2 separate regions of the Sus scrofa genome follow, and region 1 is linked to region 2. A link is a contact called in public promoter capture Hi-C data. All regions are on one chromosome and are shown on one strand. The core of a region is the stretch at or near the end of the contact, and the rest is flanking DNA. Distances in the headings are between cores, read along the strand shown.

The links. Promoter capture Hi-C pulls out the DNA fragments that hold promoters and counts their contacts.
Region 1: a promoter capture Hi-C map of fetal liver shows a contact between it and region 2, with 2.4 times the contacts expected there. The contact joins the promoter of SNRNP25 here to the promoter of PDIA2 in region 2. A contact is called at or near these places in 1 of 5 promoter capture datasets (fetal liver) and 1 of 47 Hi-C or Micro-C datasets (omental adipose tissue).

The regions. Positions count from the first base shown.
Region 1 is chr3:41,570,428-41,574,788 of Sscrofa11.1, forward strand. SNRNP25 (U11/U12 small nuclear ribonucleoprotein 25 kDa protein) reads right to left here and starts at 1,301. Exons shown (of 5, transcript XM_005655108.3): 1 at 954-1,301. The coding sequence starts at 1,301. It overlaps POLR3K (DNA-directed RNA polymerase III subunit RPC10), which reads left to right and starts at 1,282. Exons shown (of 3, transcript XM_003124677.5): 1 at 1,282-1,534; 2 at 2,897-2,984; 3 at 3,619-4,361. The coding sequence starts at 1,346. The coding sequence ends at 3,746.
Region 2 is chr3:41,396,112-41,400,981 of Sscrofa11.1, forward strand. It overlaps PDIA2 (protein disulfide-isomerase A2), which reads right to left and starts at 1,436. Exons shown (of 11, transcript XM_021086939.1): 1 at 1,158-1,436; 2 at 380-586; 3 at 165-298; 4 at 1-80. The coding sequence starts at 1,377. ARHGDIG (rho GDP-dissociation inhibitor 3) reads right to left here. Exons shown (of 6, transcript XM_021086943.1): 1 at 4,424-4,870; 2 at 2,637-2,816; 3 at 2,484-2,567; 4 at 2,161-2,237; 5 at 2,019-2,082; 6 at 1,529-1,925. The coding sequence starts at 4,709. The coding sequence ends at 1,726.

The DNA.
Region 1 (4,361 bases), core at 51-2,550, 170 kb after region 2:
AGTGTGCCAGGTCATACTGAAGCCTGAGGAGAATGGAGAAATCTTTATTATTTTTCATTTTTTTGGTTTTTTAGGGCTGCACTGGCGGCATATGAAGGTTCCAAGGCTAGGGGTCTAATCGGAGCTGTAGCCACTAGCCTACACCACAGTTCACAGCAACGCCAGATCCTTCACCCACTGAGCAAGGCCAGGGAGGGGTCGAACCTGCAACTTCATGGTTCCTAGTCGGATTCGTTAACCACTGAGCCATGATGGGAACTCCAGAAATCTTTAATACTGGTCTTTTTATCTGACATGATATCATTTTGTTTACCCTAGGTCTTTATAAACCAATGTTGAGTTTTAAAAACACTGTACTGGAGTTTCCATCCCTGGCCCCACTCAGTGGGTCAAGGATCCTGCGTTGCCCATGAGCTGTGTTGAAGGTCGCAGATGCCGCTCTGGATCCTGAGTTGCTGTGGCTGTGGTGTAGGCCAGCGGATTCCAGCCCTAGCCTGGGAATTTCCATATGCCCCAGGTGCGGCCCTAAAAAGACAAAAACAAAAAGCCGAAACAACAAAAAACCTCCTAAACCAACCAAAACACTATACTGAAATGTCATGTGTCCTGACTAGCGGGTTTTTGGCGCTCCTTTTTTATTTTTTTTTTGGCCATGCCCGCAGCATGCGAGAGTTCCTCTGCCAGTCGAACGCACGCCCAGCAGCACCCGAGCCACAGCAGTGACAATGGCGGAGTTCTTAACCGCTAGACTACCAGGGAACCCTTCGTAAATGCCGCGCCGGAGACCAGTGCCTCGCTCGCCTCCCAGGCCCAGTCGGAGCCTAGACCCTCGTTTACGCCCTGAGGCCGCTTCTGGAGGTCTCCGGGCCGCTGCCATCATCGGTACCCCAGAATCGGTCCTCTCCCTGACGCTGGGCTCCGGAGCGGGGGAAGAGGCCCCGACCCATGCGCACCTGGATCGGAAGGTCGCAGAGCAGCGGGTCCTGCACCACCATGGCCAGACCCTCTTGGAAAACGTCCACCGCCTCGGAGTGCGGCAGTGCCTCTTCCTCATCCTCCTCGTCCTCCTGCGGCTCTGGCCGTCCCGAGGCCCCCGCCACCTCCAGGGCGCCTCGCAGCCCGCGGGTTCCGCCCCCACACCGCCTCTCGCGACCCGGGCCCGGGATTCCCGGGCTTCCCGCGGGGAAAGCCACCCACGGCCCGGCCTTTGGTCGAGGGGCGGGGCTACCGCCAGGACCAATGAGAAATGATGCTTTGGGAGCCAGCCTGCCGCAGTGCACACTGGGAGTGCGGAGCCGACGTGCCTACTGGTGGGCTGATTGCTGAGAGGCGGCCGCCGGGACCAATGGGGAGTTCGGGGCGCCCGGAAGCCCCCGGAGTCCACGGCCAGGGAGCTGCAGGGAGCGTAGGCTGGGCTGTCGTGATGCTGCTCTTCTGCCCAGGCTGCGGGAACGGGCTGATTGTGGAGGAGGGTCAGCGCTGCCACCGCTTCGCCTGCAACACCTGCCCCTATGTGCACAACATCACCCGCAAGGTGGGTCCGCGCCGGCCTCCCGGCACGCAGGGCCGCAGCCGTCGTTCTCGCGGAGCGCGCCAGGCCCTGACCCTCACCTCCCCTAGCTCCGTCCTCTGCTTGGGTTTCGCGTCCCAGCAGCCTCTTGCCCGCACCGCCAGCCTCTCGGAGGCGCCCCGGTCTTGCCCAAGGCGCTGCTTCCAGGGTCTGTGCAGGAGTTTTCTGTTCTAGTCGCTCTTCCCCTAGGGACTCACTCGTTCCTGTCACTCCTGCCTGTATTTACCTAAGGGATTGTTTATATAAATGCGGCCTTTCCGTTCCCTAGTTTTATTTTTCATATAGGGCTCACTGCCTTCCAGTATACTTTCTTTTCTTTCTTTCTTTTTGTTTGTTTAGTTTTTGTTTTGGCCGCGCCCCCGGCACCCTGGCATGCACAAGTTCCTTGTGCTGGGGACGTGGCTCGGATCGTCATTGTCGAAAAATGAGGCACGTGAACACGGGGAGATCTCGACAAGGCTCTTTACTGCTGCAGAAGGGCGCTGGGCACCCCAAAAAGTGCGCGTGCCCCGAACAAAGGACCCTCCCCTGTTTATCCCTAACACAGGGGATGTACCCTGTCCCCTTCCCGTGGGTCAGGTCAGGGTGCACGTTCTTCCCAGTTGGCTAATTTGAAACAAACTGTTACTGGGAGAAGAGGGAAGGGGGGGGGGTTGCAGGAAGGCATTTCAGCAAAATGGAGTCACCAAGATTTCTTTTGCTTATGTCGCTTTCCACACCTGCAAACCTGCACCACAGCAGCGACAGAACCGGGACAGAACCAGGGCGGTAACCCGCTGAGCCAGCAGGGAACTCCCAAGTGCTACTTTCTCCTTAGTATTTGTATAGATTTGTATAGTGTCCTGCCATGTGGCCGTGTTGTGGGAGTTTAGGGTCTGAAACGACGCGGAGGGTGGACTCTTACCTACCCCGACAGGTCAAGGACGGCTGGTAGAACCTGGCAAGTGCTTAGAAAGCTCTGCCCGGAGCCTGGGGGGGGGGGGCGGCTCCCCGGCTGAGATTGCCCTTCTTTGGCCTCAGTTCTCTGGGGCCTCGTCTCGGGCTACCCAGCCTTAGGGGGTGTGGGAGAAGAGGAGGGCCATACCCGAGCCATGCTTCTCTTGCTCCTCTTGCTTTGTCCAGTCCTTGCAGAGACCTTCTCTTGGGGCAGTCCAATCATGGGTCCTCTAAGTTCTGATGGAGCAGGGCCTCTGCCTGTCCAGTACCCCTCCCGTCCGGGTTGAAGGGTGGAAGAAGCCAGACACCTGCGGGCAGGTGTGGTTAGGTGATCCTGGGGTGTGCGGTTCAGTCAGTTGGAGAGACTGAAGAGTGGCTGTTGTTTGTTAGGTAACGAATCGGAAGTACCCAAAGCTGAAAGAAGTGGATGACGTGCTTGGTGGAGCAGCTGCCTGGGAGAACGTCGACTCCACCGCAGGTGAGAGGGAGAGGCCTGTTCCCGGGCAGAGCTGTGGATGGTACGGGGCTGCTGACTCTGCCCCTCCGTGGCAGTCTGCTTGTGCTTCTGCGAAGAGGAAGTCTATATTTTCTTCCTTAATAATTTCTTAGAAATTTTTATTTATTCATGTGGTGGTTTTTTTGGTTTGTTTGTTTTTTGCTTTTTAGGGCCCCACCCACGGCATATGGAGGTTCCCAGGCTAGGGGTCTAATCAGAGCTGCAGCCGCTGGCCTCCACCCCAGCCACAGCAAGGCCAGATCCTTTACCCACTGAGTGAGACCAGGGATTGAACCCACAACCTCATGGTTCCTAGTCGGATTCGTTTCCGCTGCGCCACAACAGGAACTCCTTCCTTGATACTTTCTTTGTTCCAAAACCAGTGTCGGCACAAGCTTTGGAGCTGTTCAGACCTGATTTCGAATCTTGAGGTGGCTTACTGCCTTATGACCGTGACCTTTCTGGGCTACCTCCACATGCCACAAGTTCCCCGGCCAGGGACTTGGTCCGCGCCGCAGCCGCAACCCAGGCCGCTGCAGTCGGATTCTTCAGCCTCTGTGCCACACTGGGCATCCTTTTTGAAGTAACCGTGGGTCCCTTGTTTTTCTCACGCCAGAGCCGTGTCCCAAGTGTGAGCATCCTCGGGCCTATTTCATGCAGCTCCAGACCCGCTCTGCCGACGAGCCCATGACCACCTTCTACAAGTGCTGCAATGCTCAGTGTGGACACCGCTGGAGGGACTAGGGCCGGGTGGCCCCGCTGCCCAGCATCTGCTCACCTCATTCCCCAGGGCGGATTCCCAGCTGGAAGGGAACTGCGGGTTCTGAGCATCTTTGCCGGTGTGGCAGAAAGCCAGCCTTCTCAGAGTGGCCCGGCCGGGGGGCCAGGAGATGGCCCCCATCGCCCAGGCAGTGGATGAATTTGCTGACGTCCAGGGAGAACTTGTGTTTGGGGGCAGTGGCCACACCAAGTGCGTCTTATTTAGGGTCCTGTTATCCATCTTTCCCGTTTAGTGGGCAGTGAGCTTTCTCTCGCCACCAGCTGACGCTCGTAAACATTTATTTATATGTTGGCACACCCAAGAAAATGGGGCTTTGACTTAGAACACTAGCTGTCCTTAAGTATTTAGCTGTTAGTTGCAAACTCGGTGGATCAGCGTTTATTCTGAATATTTACTTAAAATTAAAATCCGATACCACCTTCTCAGGGTTTTAAATGCCTTAAGGTGGAGACGCCAAATCCCAAAACAAGAATCCAAAACTGACTCCTGTGTGTAGGACTAGTGTGGTTATGACATTGTCAATGGCGTGGATTTTCTTTTATTATTTTGATTCTCAATTCCTGGGATTGCGGTAAACT
Region 2 (4,870 bases), core at 186-2,685:
CGGTCCGTGAGGCCAAAAGCCATGTCCAGGGCATCCTGGGCCACAGCCAGGAAGGTAGCCACATCCTTGTCCTGCAAGTCCTAAGGGGCCCGAGCCTCCTAGTTGGCCAGTGGGCCTCACAGGCCCTGCCTCCCTCCCCCCCGCCCCCGCGGGCCACCGCTCACCTGGAAGAAGCCTATGACGACCACGTCCCAGGCACGCATCAGCACGCGGGCACCCTCCTCATCCTCCAGCTGCGTGGCACTGGGCCCCACGCGCCGCCTCAGCCACTCAGCGATGCCTTGGGCCTCCCGTGGGCCTGCAAAGGATCCTTCAGCCTGGGCCCAGCCCCTGCCCCCCGCCCCGCCCTGCCCCGCCCGCTCCGCCCCGTTCCCGGCACCAGTGTATTCCTCCGGGTGCGTGCGGTTCCCGTCGCGGAAGAACTTGAGCGTGGGGTACTCTGTCACGGCAAACTCCTCGGCCAGCTCTGGTTCCGCGGGCCCATCCACCTTGGCCAGCCTGGCCTTGGCCGCCTCTGCTGCCAGCAGGGCAGCCGCCTTGCTGTACTCGGGGGCCAGCGCCTTGCATTGCCCACACCACGGGGCATCTGGGGGACAGGGCCATGAGTGCCCCCGGCCTCCAAGACCCCAGCCGGAGCCCCTGCTCCCGCCCAGCCAGGGCCTGCAGACCTTGGAGTCAGTCAGGTCCAGCAAGGAGCAAGCATCAGGGGCCCACCTGAGCCTCGGCCACATGGAGCCCACGCCCCAGAGACGGGACCCCTCAAGGCCTCCAGCTGGGGGTCCCATGCCAGTCCTGTCCTGACAATGTGTTTTAGGAAGACCCCTCTGGGTGCTGCCCCGAGTCTGGCTTGCCCGCGTCCTGCCTGCTGAGGCCTCCAGCTAAGAAGGGCTCGCACTATGCAAAGGTGGTAAAAGCCCAGAAGACGCCAGCCCGAGTGCGAGCTGGCCCTTTATAGGAAGCATTAGTACAAGATCAATGAGCACAGGTCTCCCCTGCACCTGGCCCCCACTGTGAGGACTGGACCCCAGCCCAGCTCAGCCCCAGGGCTCTGCCTTGGGCGTCCTCTGGCGGAGCGCCAGGAGCACAGTGGGCCCTGAGTGCCGGACGGAGCCCCCGCGGCCCTTGGTGTGAGAACCCCCGGTGGCCCCAGCACTCACAGAACTCCACCAGCAGGGCAGGGTGCTCCCGCAAGGCCAGGCCCAGGGTCCGCCGGTTCAGCACCAAGATCCCATCCTCCTCGGGGACCTCCTCCTCCTCCTGCTCCTCCTCCTCATCGGGGGGCCCCTCTGAGGGTCCCCCGGGCCCTGGCCCCTGGCCCTGAAGGCCTGAGGCCCCGAGCAGCAGCAGTAGCAGCCCCAGCAGGAGTTGGCCGTCCATGGCAGTGCCGGGGCCCACGGGGCGGGGGCAGATAAGGGGGCCGGGGGCCAAGCAGCCACCGCCACGTGGCACCCAGGCCTGGTCGCGGGGAAGATAAGGCCAGCAGGCTCCCCCAGCCCGGGGGAGGGAGGCAGACAGGCGACACCAGGGCACCGAGACAGAGCGACGTTTAATAGGGCTGTTCAGGGCACAGCGCCAGGCCCGGGAAGGGGGCACCCTAGGACAGGACAGAGGGCGTGGGTCACTGAGGGGCCAGGGAAGGCGCAGGGGTCCTTTGCAGCGACTGACAGAGAGAGGCGGGGGGGAACCAGGACCCCACGTGGGGAGACAGCCCCGGGCGGGGGGCGCTCAGCTCTCCCAGTCCTGGCAGATGTGGAGACCCCACTCCCAGGACAGGTGGGGGTTCCTGTCGTCATCCGTGAAGAAGGACGTGACCACGTAGGCGCCCCGCACCAGCGCGCCTCGGGGCGCCTCCTCCACCGGCGTCACGAACTCATACTCCTGGGCGCTCGGGCCATAACTGCCCACCATGTAGACAGCTTTGTCCACTGGGGGAGGGCGGGGGTGTCAGGGACTTCCCTGCGCCCCATGGGCCCCGCCCCGAAGCCCCGCCCGGGCTGCCCCCTCCACGCCGCCCTCACCACGCAGGCCCTGGCGGTAGGTGTGGTGCAGACACTTGAGGCCGCTGACGATCTCCTTGTTGACCTGAGGGACAGGGGGGGTTAAGGGGGACCTCGGGGGCTGGGTCTGTGGCCGGCTGTGTCCCCCATGACAGCCCCTCACCTTGAAGGTAATCTTCACTTTGTAATCAACGCCCTCTTTCAGGACAAACACCTGGCTTTTCAGCGCAGCCACGTCCCCTGTTAGGGAAAGTACAGCCACGTGAGAACTCCTGTGAGAGCCGAGACCCTGCCCCGGAGCCCCCGGGGGGCTGTATCCTCGGCGGCTACGGTCTAAGGACTTGGGATCGCACATGGGGCGCCCAGGAGGCCCATGGTCATGAGCCTGGGTCTCTACCCCAAAGATCAGTCCGTGCTTTGCAGAGGGGGTTACCTGTGAGGTCCCTAGCTGGGGCTCAGGGCTGCGCCAGGCAGTGCGAGAGTTACCTGTGAGGTCCATGGTGATGGGCCCTGGAGCCTGCTCGGACATCAGTGTCAGCCTGGTCACCTGGACGTTGGGCAGGCTTGGGTCTGAAGAGAAACCAGAAGTCTACAGGTGCCCCTGCCTGCCCTCCCTCCAAGCCCAGGGCACGTGCGTACCCACGACAGGTGGCACAGGCCCCAGCAGCGCCCGCTTGTACTTGGCCAGGCTCTCATCGTCCGGGTCCAGCTGCTGGATCTCCAGGAGGCTCTTCCTCCCCGGGGCCTGGTACTCCGGCACAGCCTCGTCTAGCACCTCATCTGGCGGCAGCTGCCCCCCCTCCTTGTCGGTTAGGAGGACTGGGGAGTCAAGGAGGGTGTGTGAGCAGCTGCTGCCAGCTGACCCTGGCATTTGCAGGAACCTGCCATCTGCCCATCTGCCCAGAGGAACTTAGGATGCTGTGAAGGCTCAGGGCACGGGGGGTGGGGGGGGGCGGGAAGATGCAGAGCAGCACCCACAGCCAACCTCTTTGGGAGGGGCCTGGGGCCTGGGCCTGGGTGAAGCTCCCAAGTGGACCCTGGAGGCTGCCTCGTCCTGACCCAGGCATTTGCCCAGGGCCCCTCCCTGACCTTGAGGCCAAAGGCCGGGGGAAGGAAGACCCCAAATGGGGGACAGCCCCAAGGGGTGAGGTCCACCACTGCAGAGGGGAGATTTCTCAGGCCTTCCCTAGATCAGAGGCTGTGCCTTTTTACTGCCCTCCAGGCTCCCCAGTGTCCAAGGGCCGCTTCCCATATTCCCATAATGCTCCCTGGTCCTCCACCCCACGGCTCCTCTCAGGGGTCTCCCACAGCCCCGTGGTTTCCTTCCCATAATGCTCCTGAAGGGCAGTGAGGGTTCTCTCCAAACCCCTGCGCTCAGGCCAGCTCCCCAGGTGCCTCCAGACTCAGTCTCCTGGGCCCCTTCCCATGGGGCTCTGGCAGGGGTCCTTCTGCGCCCTTCCCACAGTCCTAGGCTCCAGCTCCCTTGGTGCCTGGGGCAGGGGCTTTCTGAGTCCCTGCCCACTGCCCCCTGGGTCTTCTCAAGGACCCACACCCTCCCTGAAGGAGCTCCAGCCCCACCCAAGGGAGAGGGGACCTCAGGGGCAGGTTTTGCAAGGGGAGAGGGTCCCCCCTGCCACTCTGGCTTCACCAACAGACCCGCCCACTCTTGTTGCCCCATGAGTATCTAGCTTGGACGAAGCCCCCCACCCCCGCCAGAGCCCAGCTGGGGGGACCGTGCCGCGAGGTTCCCACGAGCGCCCCCAAAGTTTCCACGGGGGAGAAGCCGGCCCTGCAGGGCTGAGCCCCCGGGCCAGAGCCCCCCACCCACGTGGCCGCCCTGGCCCTAACCCGGCCCGCTCACCTCGGGCGCACAGCGCCAGCCGGAGCAGCTCCAGCAGCTGCGCCCCCAACTCACACGCGTCCAGGCCCAGCATGGTGGCCCGCGGCCCGGCCCCGCCGCCGGAGCCGCCGAGCAGCCGCCACCCGCCCCGCCGCCGCCCGGCTCGGCGCTCAGCCCCGGCGCGACTGCGGTGAGCTCATCCCGGCCGGGAGCGCCCCCCGCGCCCAGCGCCGCGCCCGCGCCCGCGCCGCGCGCCCCCAGCCGCTCCGCGGACCCCGCGCAGCCCCGCAGAGACGCGCGTGTCGCCCGCTCGGCTCCGGCACCCGGTCGTCCCCGCCGCAGGCGCACCCGGACCCCGCACGGCCGCCGCGTACACGGACGCACACGGCCGCGATCACGGTCCCAGCCTCCCGCCCCGCCTGCACCCTGCTCTGGCCATCAGGGCTGCCCCGCCCCCACGGCGCCGCCAGAGCCTGGGAGTCTCCGGGGAAGCCCTCTGGGCGGGGCGGGTGGGGCAGGGGGCGCCAAGGGGAGCAGGTGCGTGTCGCCCCCGCGCCCCCCCGCCAAGTCCCCAGGTTCTCATTACCTACAGGCTGTGCTGGCCGCACCTGGGGCCCTACCCTCTGCGCCACTGGAGCCTGGGTCTGGGCAGAGGGGACTCCTGGAGTCTGCCCAGCCTTTGGGGGCGGGGGTGGGGGTGGGGAAGGGCGCTGCCCTGTGTGTCTGCGCCGCCGTCTCCTGGGCCTGCACCCCAGGGGTTCACAGTCATCAGCACAGAGGGGCCAGTGTCCACACCCGCAGGGGCTAGTCACCCCTCCAATCCCCCCACTACCCCCACACACACTCAGTGCAATCTGGAGACACACAACCATTATTCAAGTGTTTATGGACTGGGCTGCATCAGCGTATGGGAGGGTTTTTTTTCCGCTGGGCAGCCCCTGTCTTGGGTTGAAAAGGACTCGGATCCAAAACAGGACAGGGTGGTGGAGTGCCGAGAAGGGGGCACAGAAGGGGTTTCTGGTCTCGATGTCTA